Linked DNA regions of Mus musculus: all the other regions are linked to region 3. The links are chromatin contacts, called in public promoter capture Hi-C maps. All regions are on one chromosome and are shown on one strand. Each heading gives the region's core, a stretch centred on a gene start, on an enhancer-like site or on the middle of the called end of the contact. The rest is flanking DNA. Distances are from core to core; before and after follow the strand shown.

Evidence for each region. Promoter capture Hi-C pulls out the DNA fragments that hold promoters and counts their contacts.
Region 1: a contact with region 3 is called in a promoter capture Hi-C map of the HPC-7 cell line. The contact joins the promoter of Hdgf here to the promoter of Msto1 in region 3. A contact is called at or near these places in 2 of 39 promoter capture datasets (the HPC-7 cell line and pre-B cells).
Region 2: a contact with region 3 is called in a promoter capture Hi-C map of liver, with 4 times the contacts expected there. The contact joins the promoter of Hax1 here to the promoter of Msto1 in region 3. A contact is called at or near these places in 2 of 39 promoter capture datasets (the C10 cell line and liver), 1 of 115 datasets of contacts at active chromatin or transcription factors (large pre-B cells) and 2 of 9 other capture datasets (adipose tissue and liver).
Region 4: a contact with region 3 is called in a promoter capture Hi-C map of liver, with 2.7 times the contacts expected there. The contact joins the promoter of Atp8b2 here to the promoter of Msto1 in region 3. A contact is called at or near these places in 6 of 39 promoter capture datasets (the C10 cell line, hippocampal neurons, liver and 2 more) and 1 of 484 Hi-C or Micro-C datasets (B cells).

The regions. Positions count from the first base shown.
Region 1 is chr3:87,904,964-87,907,663 of GRCm38.p6, reverse strand. It overlaps Hdgf (heparin binding growth factor), which reads right to left and starts at 1,343. Exons shown (of 6, transcript NM_008231.4): 1 at 950-1,343. The coding sequence starts at 1,036.
Region 2 is chr3:89,997,292-89,999,991 of GRCm38.p6, reverse strand. It overlaps Hax1 (HCLS1 associated X-1), which reads left to right and starts at 1,276. Exons shown (of 7, transcript NM_011826.4): 1 at 1,276-1,464; 2 at 1,989-2,254; 3 at 2,418-2,605. The coding sequence starts at 1,412. It overlaps Gm19710 (predicted gene, 19710), which reads right to left and starts at 1,232. Exons shown (of 4, transcript NR_045749.1): 1 at 1,071-1,232; 2 at 695-847. It also overlaps a transcript of Ubap2l not described here.
Region 3 is chr3:88,912,649-88,915,348 of GRCm38.p6, reverse strand. Msto1 (misato 1, mitochondrial distribution and morphology regulator) reads left to right here and starts at 1,399. Exons shown (of 14, transcript NM_144898.2): 1 at 1,399-1,556; 2 at 1,647-1,782; 3 at 2,422-2,491; 4 at 2,571-2,646. The coding sequence starts at 1,473.
Region 4 is chr3:89,962,034-89,964,733 of GRCm38.p6, reverse strand. Atp8b2 (ATPase, class I, type 8B, member 2) reads left to right here and starts at 1,396. Exons shown (of 28, transcript NM_001081182.3): 1 at 1,396-1,577. It also overlaps the pseudogene Aqp10-ps.

The sequences.
Region 1 (2,700 bases), core at 94-2,593, 1.0 Mb after region 3:
ACTCGGTATCAAGGGCCCCCTCTACAATCGTTTTGAAAAATTCCCAGAAGCAACCCTCCCCCCAACACACACACACACACACACACACACACACACCTTTTCCTGGGAGGGAAGGTGATAAACACAGCAGGCTTTCTGCCCCACCCTCCCACCTGGCCAGGTGCTGGAATGGGGAAGGCCCTACTCTTGGCGGGTTCAAACAACCACATGGCTGACACCGGCCTCCCTGACTGGAGACGCTCACTAATGGGAAGCCGAGGAAACTCCAGCGTCCCACAATCCCCCACACCGCGCTAAGGTCGTCTGTACTGGATTTCCCAAAGCACACGGGGGCCCTGCTGCCTCCAGTTCCAAGTCTGAGCTGGAGGCATATGGAGGGATGTTCTTGTAGAGCTGGGGGCTAAATCGGTTATGGCAGAGTCACCAGGCCAGGCAAGACCATTTTTAAGTAAGTCGTCCCCAAACATTTCACGACCCTCCCAACTTCAGAGTTCCTACCAAAATGCTCCAAGAAAGTTTGTGAGTCGCCAACTCTACATCCACCTAACCCTCTGTGAACTGAGACCCCTCGCACCCGTTCGTCCAGCCAGAGAAACCTGAACTGGAGGCAACTATCAATGGAGACTCAGGGCTCAAGCGGGGCTCCGAGAAGGGGTTGGGATTCGCGGCGAAAGAAGCGACACACCATCGGGCCGCTCCCCCCCCCCCCCCCGCCACCGTGAGCCCGAAGCCTCGGCCGCTGTGACGGAGGGGTGAGGGCGAACTGAGCACGCGGCGCTGCCCGCCAGGTGCCGGCCGCGATCGCCTCCGTTATGTAAGCGGTGGTGGGCTCCCGCCAGCCAGAACAGGCCTGGCACCCCTGCCCCTACGCCCGCTCCGCGCTCGGCGGCCGTGCCCTCCCGAGCGTTATGCAACCCGCAGCAGGGCCCGCGACGGCCGCGCCACTCACCCGGGCCGGCCAGTGTGGGTATCCTTTCATCTTCGCAAACACCAGGTCTCCGCACTTGTACTCTTTCTGCCGGTTGGATCGCGACATGGCGGGGCCGCGGGCGCCCCGGGCTCCGCGCCGAGCCGGGAAGCGCGAGCCCAAGTTTGCGCGTGCGGCGGTTGCGGCGCCGCTGCGCTCCGGCCCTCGCGCGGCCCCCGCCTCGATGCCGGCCCCCGACGCGAGCTCCGGGGCAGCCACGGCGTCTGCGCCCGCGCGCCGCTCGGACAGGGCCGGGCGCGGTGGGCAACACACGGCTCCGGGAGCGCTAGCTCGTGTGGTTGTTTGTGTTTGAAATTCAATTGCTCCCTCCTCGGCGCGAGCGAGGCCGCTTCCTCCACCCCCCGCGGCCCACTCCTCCCCTCGCGCTCCCGCCCGCGGCGGTTCGATGCGCGCAGCCAATCGACGCCTACAGCCTGCCCCGGCCTCACACCCAACCTGGAGGCCGCCAGGCGGGGCTCAGAGGCACAGGCTTGAAGAGCCGAGTGCCGAGCGCGCCGAGCGGGCTTTGTGTGCGGGCGGGTGGTGGGTGCCAGCCCAAAAGGAGCTGGCGCCCGCTGGACAGGCTGCACGTGCCCCTCCCCGGGCTCCTCTGAATGCCCTGGCCAGGCGGGGCCTACTGTGGCCTGCCTTGCGCTCTGTCCCCCCTACCACGTGCCATGTCCCAACCCACGTATTTGCTCTGCGCCTCTGACTTCTAACTAGTTAGACCGCCAAGGCAAGAGGTGTACCCCACACACTCCACGTGCTTCTGTTGGTGGCGGTATAAGAGTTCGAGTCCTACCATTTCAGTCTACTCTAAATTAACAGCTGTATCTGGACTATCACCAATTACCCTCACTAGAATAAGGAGGTCCTAAACGATAAAGACAGTTGGATACCACTAAATCTAGTTTGGAGATATATAGTATTAATTTGAAGACTGTATTTGGCCTGGGTTATATTCTAAGGAATGATGTGCGCAAAACTTGATCTCAGATCTCAAACCAAACAAGATTTTGTTGTAATTACATCTCTGTGCAATGGGTTTTTTGTTGTTTATATCTAATTGTTTTATATCTTATTTTTATTGAGACAGTCTTTTTTTTTTATTTTTTTTTATTTTTCAAGACAGGGTTTCTCTGTGCAGTCCTGGCTGTCCTGGAACTCACTCTGACTGACCTCAAACTCAGAAATCCGCCTGCCTCTGCCTCCCAAGTGCTGGGATTACAGAAGTGTGCCACCACTGCCGGGGGAGACAGTCTTAGTATGTAGCCCTGGCTGGCTGGCCTGCATACTCTCTTTTTAAAGAGATTTGAAGGTTTCTGGTTTTTGTTTGTTTGTTTTTGGTTTTTCAAGGCAGGGTTTCTCTGTGTAGCCCTGGCTGTCCTGAAACTCATGTAGACCAGGCTGGCCTCAAACTCAGAGATCCACTTGCCTCTCCCTCTTAAACGGGTGCACCACCACTGCCCAGCAGATTTGAAGGTTTTTTTTAATATTTATTTATTCATTTATTATTTGTAAGACACTGTAGCTGTCTTCAGACACTCCAGAAGAGGGCCTCAGATTTCATTAGGGATGGTTGTGAGCCACCATGTATGAGTTCAAATGGTCCACAAACAGCTGGGATTTGAACTCAGGACCATTGGAAGAGCAGTAGGCACTCTTAACCACTGAGCCATCTCACCAGCTCAGATTTGAAGTTTTTATTTGTGTTTGTGAATGCATGCTACATG
Region 2 (2,700 bases), core at 27-2,526, 1.1 Mb before region 3:
AGGACATTTAGAAGGCAAAGGACCTTGTGGGAATCTAAGCATGGTTTTAAAGGATTCTGAAGTCTCAAGCCAGCATTAGCTGCTGGCCGGCAGAACTCAATCTTGGGGTCTTTTTCTCTTTGGAGGAGTATAGTAGTTCTTGTTCTCTGAGTTATGTTTTTGAGACAGTCTCACTATGTAACCCTGACTGGCCTGGAGCTTGGTGTGGAGACCAGGTTGGTCTCACATTCAGAGATCTGCCTGCTTCTACCTCTTGAGTGCTAAGGTTAAAGGTTGTCAGCACTACACCCTGCCTTGCCTATTTTATGTGGCTTTGAAATGCCTACATTTTGGGAAAAGAATGGATGATCTTAGAGCAAGACCTGGGGTGGGGGCATGGTGCAGTAAAAGGTTTTTGGACTTCAATTACGTGAAAGAGAAGTTTCATTTTTCTTTGTAAGAGCCATATTGCCAGGGACTCGAGATCCTGTTTCAGCCTTCCAAAACTGCAAATATCCTCTGTGCTGAGGAGGTGAGGGAGGTCTGTTTATTTTGAGTCAGAGTCTCACTCTGTAGCCGACTTGCCTGAAACTCAGTGAGGAGCAGGCTGGCCTTATACCTCCCGAGTGGATTAAAACACCATCAAATTTCATTACGGCATGGTTTTCCCAAGACACAAGTAGCTTCTCGTTCCTGCCTAGTCTACAAATCTTACCTTGTTAGTTGGCCATCTGTTTAGTTTTTTAAAAGCAGCGTGTGGTGGTAACCGCCTTAAATCCCAGCATCTGGGAGGCATTAGGCAGGCGGGTTTGTAAGCCCCTTTGGTCTACAATCAGTTCCAGGACAGTCTGAACACCACACAGAAACCCTGTATCGAAAAAAACAAGCTTAAAAACTCCCTACTAGCTGAAGAGATTCCTAGCATCTTTATTCAGCAGTAGGGAAATCGCGGTTTAAGGAACTAGGTAACTTCGCCTAGCCTAGTATTAGACGTCACCGACATCAGTCTAAAACAAAACACAAGGTGGGGGGTGTTTTCTGATCCTGGGGTGAAGCAGGCCTCTGAACAGGCCACTCCCTCTGGCGGCTACCTGGGACCCTCCAGAGAGAAACGGAAACCCCCCTCGGGGGCCTGGCAGATCAGCAGGAGAAAGAATCTCCTAGAAGGGACGTGATCTTGAACTGGGAATTTCGCACGTCCACCCTCACTCAAAACTGAAAGGTAGCGTATAGAAGCTTCGTGTCTGAGGAGCACGGTCAGCCCCGCCTCTTCCTCCGGCTTACGACTTTTACGACAACGCCGCACCGTAGGGTTGCTTTCCGGCAGCGAACGCTGAGCCCTGGCTATATCCGACAGGGTAGCGTAAGCTGGTCGTGGTCTCGTGTTGCCCATGGGCTGCAGAGCTTCAAAGTTTCTAGTGCCCCTACTGGAATGAGCGTCTTTGATCTTTTCCGAGGCTTTTTCGGCTTTCCTGGACCTCGGAGGTGAGAATAGTTCTGGGCTGGATATACGGGAGGGGTGTTTTGGTGGACACTTGACCCCTTCATCATATTTTTGGAAAGCTTCCTTTCCCGCCCCCTTCAACTCCTGCTGAGAGGTCAAAGATCGCATTCTTGAGTACTCACCCCGCCACAGTAATCAAAGCAGTGGTTAAGAGGACAGAAACGGCAGCTTTCTCCAGACCTGGGTGATGCAACAGGGACCTGGGCGGAGAAAACAATGGGGGTCTGGGGAAGAGGACCATGAGCAAGTAATTGGGCGATTAGTAGTAGGCTGGATGACCCTGAAGAAAAACCATGGGTCGTCTGGCAGCTGTTGGGAGGTGCGGAGAGGCTCTGTTTAGAAACAATACAAAACCCTAATAGATCCATCAACGTTGTTCTGAAACCAGATCTCCTGTGTTTTCAGCTGCCCAGACCCCTCTTTGGCCCAGTTTGCTGCCCTTGTGTTGATTTTTATGGCTTAGACAGTGTTGAAGTCTTCGTGGCTTATTTGCCTTCACTCTCAGCCACAGAGATCCTTTTTTTGGAGGGATGACTCGAGATGATGACGACGATGATGATGATGATGACGAAGCGGAGGAAGACAGAGGCGCGTGGGGTCGAGAGAGCTATGCGTTTGATGGTTCTCAGCCTCCAGAGGAATTCGGTTTCAGCTTCAGCCCCAGGGGAGGGATGCGATTCCACGGCAACTTTGGCTTTGATGATCTAGTACGAGATTTTAATAGCATCTTCAGCGAGATGGGGGCCTGGACCTTGCCTTCCCACTCTCCTGGTGTGTGAATTTCCCTGAGGGAGACCCTATGGGTTTCTAGTGGGTTAGTGATGAATAACAGAACTTGCAGAGTAGTTGGGATAGTCTACAGAAATTGATTTTTAAAAGACTTAAAATGTTTAAGGCCTTTCCTATCCCAGAATCACCTACCAACTTTCTACAGAACTTCCAGGTCCTGAGTCAGAAACACCTGGTGAGAGACTGCGGGAGGGGCAGACACTACGAGACTCAATGCTTAAGTACCCAGATAGTCACCAACCCAGGATCTTTGAGGGGGTCTTGGAGAGTCATGCAAAACCTGAATCCCCAAAACCAGCTCCAGATTGGGGGTCGCAGGGACCTTTTCATAGGGTGAGTACTCTCTGCACCTGAACTGTAAGCCCTTGGTGGGATCTCTTAGAGTTGAGTTGCAATTTTAGCCCCTTTAATTAGTTCATTTATCCAGA
Region 3 (2,700 bases), core at 150-2,649:
AGAGGTCCTGAATTCAAATCCCAGCAACCACGTGGTGGCTCACAACCACCTGTAATGAGATCTGATGCCCTCTTCTAGTGTCTCTGAAGACAGCGACAGTGTACTTACTTATAATAATAAATAAATCTTAAAAAAAGAAATAAATCTAAAAAAAAATCTCAAAATTAAAAGGCAGTCATTCTTTAAAATACTGTTCTATATGATGCATTTTTCTAAGTATTTTACTAGCAATGTGCTTATGTTCAGAATAATGTACACAGCTAGGGATTTGGTTCCGTACTACCCTGTGGGTGCTCAGGTTAGAACTCTGGTCTGCAGGCTTGGCAGCTCCCAAGCTCCCCTTAACCCATCGAGGATTTTGCCTGGACCCATTTATTTTATTCATAAGTGAATACTAGATGGTCCAAAAGAAACAGAGCAAGCCATTTGGAATAGTAATTTGTTTTGTTTGTTTTGTAACTTAGATATGGTCTCATGCAGTCAGGTGAGCCTTCAACTTGCTTCGGAGCCAAGGATGAATAATCTCTCTCCGCATCCTAGGAGGGCTTACAGGTTCCAGCCATCACATGCGGCTTGGAAACGCTCTACAAATTGGATAGCCAAACGTTTATAAAAACATAAAAGACTGTTCCCACAGCCGGGTATGGTGGCACACGTCTTTAATCCCAGCACTTGGGAGGCAGAGGCAGACAGATGTCTGAGTTTGAGGCCAGCCTGGTCTACAAAGTGAGTTCCAGGACAGCCAGGGCTATACAAAGAAACCCTGTCTCAAGACAAACAAACAAGCAAACAAAAGACTGTTCCCAACCTTATCAGTGGCACGGCCTTTGATTCCAGCACTCCGGAAGTGGAGGCTTGATTTCTTTTGAGTTTGAAGCCAGCCTGCTTTACACAGTCATTTCAGGCCAGCCAGGGGTTACATACTGAGAATCCATCTCAAAAAGATAAAAATAACGAACCAAGTCAAAGAATAAATGAAAAGAGCACTTAAGTACAATCAAACTACATGAACACGCGAGAAAGGGACTACAATCTTCCCCAGAACCTAACAGAAACCGAACCATGGGGCCAGCCCACTGGTTTAGCAGGGCTGGGACATTAGAGATGGGAAAAGGAAGTGAGTGGGAGGATCCAGAGGAGTCGAATTCCCCCTCAGATTTTTTTTATCCCCTCGCGTGAATTATTAGCTACAGGAGAGGGGCATCTGCGCGAAGAGAGACAGAAGCAGGTGAGAGAACCTTCCATGACCTTGGCCAGACCCGCCACAGTCTGAGGCGCAGAAGGAACGGAGAGACAACAGCCGATCGCGGCAGCTTCCTACATTCCAAGAAGAGGAAGAGGCGGGGCGTGAGCTGCGGCCTCGGAGACCAACGAATCGGGAGGCCAACGGGAAAGCACGTGCTCGCGCGGGAGCCGCCCCCTCCGGCTGATGGGCCCGCGGCGGCAGTGGAGTGCCCAAGAGCAGCGGCGGTATGGCGGGCGGGGCCCGCGAGGTGCTCACGCTGCAGTTGGGACATTTCGCGGGTTTCGTGGGGGCGCACTGGTGGAACCAGCAGGTCAGGCACCTAGCGGCAGCCCGGCGTTCCCCGCAGACAGTACCGGCCCTGCCCCTCTTCCCCCTCCGCTCAGCCCTGTGACCCCTACAGGATGCTGCGCTGGGACGCATGGCCGAGGACGAAGAGTCGCCAGGCGAGCTGTGCCCCGACGTCTTGTACAGAACAGGCCGGACACTGCATGGCCAGGAAACCTATACGCCTCGACTCATCCTAATGGATCTGAAAGGTGAGGCGATGGTGGGCTCAGCCAAGTTTTCCCGTGTGGCGTGCGAGGGCCCTAGCATCAGTTCACTTCAGATACCGGATCGGGCACAACCCCCGACGATGTCGAAAAGGCAAGTTTACTTCAGGATCTGGCTCTGGAATTGTCAGTATAATGTTAAGCTGCTTGCACTCACACCTACAGACGGACCACAGCTTGTTTTGTTTTTTTGTTTGTTTGTTTTCGAGACAGGGTTTCTCTGTATAGCCCTGGCTGTCCTGGAACTCACTTTGTAGACCAGGCTGGCCTCGAACTCAGAAATCCGCCTGCCTCTGCCTCCCTAGTGCTGGGATTAAAGGCGTAAACCACCACTGCCCGGCTGGACCACAGCTTTTGAGAGAAGGATGGATTCCATATTCCCTGTCCCATCTAATGTATATCCAAGTGCCATGTAGTTGGGCACGCCCTTAATCCCAGCCAAGGCAGGTAGAAGCTCTGAGTTCAAAACCAATTTGTCTGTATTGTTGGAAACTACTCAGGGCTACAAAGGGACACCTCATCTAGGTAGAGAGGAACTGCCACACCATATTCCCTGACAGGTGATCAGTTTAGTCTTGATCACATGACCCCCTAGGTTTAACCTTGCCTTTCATTTCTGGGCAGGTAGTCTGAACACTCTAAAAGAAGAAGGTAACCTCTACAGAGACCGACAGCTAGAGGCTGCAGTAGCGTGGTAAGTACCGCTCCTGTGAGCATGGCCCACTGTGTGTACATAGACGGCTGGAGAACTCTGCTTACTCTTACTCTTTCAGGCAGGGGAAGCTCAGCACACACAGAGATGACGCCCAACCAAAGAACCCAAACCTCCAGGGCCTTCTGAGTGCAGAGGTGATGACGAGGGGTGGGGCTCTGTCCCAAACCTTTAAACCTGCTACAAGCACA
Region 4 (2,700 bases), core at 147-2,646, 1.0 Mb before region 3:
AGCTCAGCTGGAGTGTAAGCTGTGACAAGGACCAATCTTATCCCACTCTGCAAGAGCACCATGAGCTGGCCAGCACGCAAGACAGATATTCTTTGTATTACTATGCCAGACTAGGACACTTCTGTTTACCACTCCTGAAGGACTCCAGACTGGTCTTCTACCCTGGGAGCTTCCAGGCACGCAGTTCCTTAAAGGAGCCGCCAGAGGGTGTGCACGCTGGCTTTGGGAAGGTTTCTAGAATCGGGTGGGTGGAGGGATCCTAGGATCCTTTGAGGGGTAGGGCCTGGGAGCTTCTCGAGAGAAGCTTGGTTTCCTCTACTCTCCCTTCTTCACTTTTTCGTCTTAAGACGAGGTCTCCCTATGGAGTACTGAAATCTTCTATGCAGACCATAACGGCTTTGACTTCAGCGTGTTACTCAACACACCTAACAAGAGTGAATCTTTTTTTTTTTTAATGGTTTTTCGAGACAGGGTTTCTCTGTATAGCTCTGGCTGTCCTGGAACTTTTTGTAGACCAGGCTGGCCTCCAATTCAGAAATCCGCCTGCCTCTGCCTCGGAGTGCTGGGATCGAAGGCGCACGCTGGGACCAAAGGCATGCGCCACCACGCCCGGTTTAAGAGTGAATCTTTTTAACAAACAAAACCCAGTTTAAGTTTGACTCGGAAGTGATGGAGCACGCCTAGGGTCTCTGAGAATTTCAGGCCTTTCAGAGCTACATAGTGAGACATCCCCTCCCACTGACTCAAAACAACAACAACAACACAACAAAACCACTCGTACTTTGTGGCATTAGGGATTTGATTTAGGGCCTAGGCAAGGGCTCTGCCTCGGAGCTATCTTCCTGTCTTCTGGCTGCCAGCTCGGGAAATCTCTACGTTTCCTACCTTTGGCCTGACAGGAGCGCCAACGACCTCAGATAGTTCTTCGAGGTGTGTGTGTCCGCGCGCGTAATATACCACCCAAGGGAATGTGGTAAGGGGCAAAGTCAACTACTTATCGTCAGGAGAACCAAGTGGAGAAACTGAGGCACAACTCCCAGTCAATGCATAGCTGTGCCTTTTCAGGAAGTGAAAGGCCTTGAGATGAGCCAGGGCGAGGAGGGAAGCACAGCAGAGACTTGGGCTAGAGAGAAGTGTGCTACGGGGCTTCTTCATCACTACTCCCGCATCAGGCTCCTCCCCGAAGATGGTTTCTGGCAGAGAAAGCAGCATTCGCTCGGTTTCTGGCTTCCAAAATAAAGCAGCAGCATCCCAGCGTCCTCCAGCCTCGCCGATTGTGTGCGTGTCCCGGCTGGAGCTTGGGACCCCCCCCTTCCCTACGCACCAAGATGGCGCACGCCGCGCCCCTCACCTCCCCAAAGCCCCTCCCGCCCCCCGCCCGTGGCCGCAGCCGTCACTTCCGCCCCGCGGCCGAAACTGACACAAAGTAGCGGGCCGGGGCCCCGGGGGGGTCAGGAGAGCCGGGCTGCTGTGGGGGGGCGGGAGCCTGCGGGCAGCGGAGCCGAGCGCCCCCGCCCCAGCCCCCGGCATGGGCCGGACGGGGCCGCCGGGCCGAGCGCCGCGCGCGGAGCGCTAAGGTAAGGCGCTGCCACCGTGGGGCCGGGGGTGTGGACCGGGAGGGTCGGCTCTGGGAGGCGCGGGCAGCGGTGCCACGGGGAGCGGCTGTGGGAGGCTGGAGAGAAGGGCTACCAGGATGGAGAGAACCGGTAGCTGTGCGCAAGCTGGGAAAATGGGGCCCCGAAGGGGCGTGCGGAGCTGGGGTGTGAGGAGTAACCTGGTGCCAGCCTTTAGGTGCCTAGAGAGGGAGTTTGGGGCTGATAGGATTTGTCCCGGGAAGGTGGAGGTCTCTCTGTGCCCCAGGAAAACCAAGGGTGCCAGGGATGTTAGCTTTGGGAGCTCAGAGCTGTGTGGTGGGTCCTGGATACTGTCCTTGGAGAGGGAAGGAAGGTGGCCTCCGGTATTATTGTTTTCTCCTGTCTCGTCTATCTGCTAGCTTCCCCTGAAAAGGCTCTTGGTTGGAAAGGAGCGGAGGCCAGACCCAGAGGAGGAGTCTTTTTTCCTTCGTGGAGCGCTGCCTCTTTCCCATGGCTGGCTATTTTTATCCCAGATGTGGCTGCAGAGGGGGCTGGGGTAGGGTGACGGGGCAAGGCGACGTGGCTGGTGGGCCTAGTCGGTTTAGAAAACCAGGATATCCTGAGAGGGGGACCTTGTTACTGCACCCCTCTCGAGGATTGGGGCCAAAGTTGTTCTCAGTCTCCCCAGGGTCCTAGAGGTAAAAGTACTTTCCTGATCTGTATCCAGACTTGACGCTTGATGGTCAGCTTGCTCCACTGTTAACTCTTTCCAAGAAGGAAGACCCAGATGTTAGGGCTAACGATGCTTGATAGCCTCCCACTCGAGTGGGGCTGGGTAGGAGCCAGCAATGCCCACCCTGCATCCTCTCCTTTAGCGTCTGGTTCCACACTCCACCCTCCCCGTGACTCATGCTCTAGATTGGGTGGAGACCCTGGCTGGGGCCCTGGAAGAGGGTTTGGCATCGCCAAATTGTTCATGAGGTTTTTCTTCCAGAGCCAAGGGGGCAGCCACTGTTGCTTGCCACAGTTGTGGAGAGTCAGGAGTGAAAAGGACTTAGTGCCCCTCAGGACTGTCTGCTCTGAGGTCAAGGAGGGAGTGCACATTAGTGAAGGGAGAGCGGGAGAG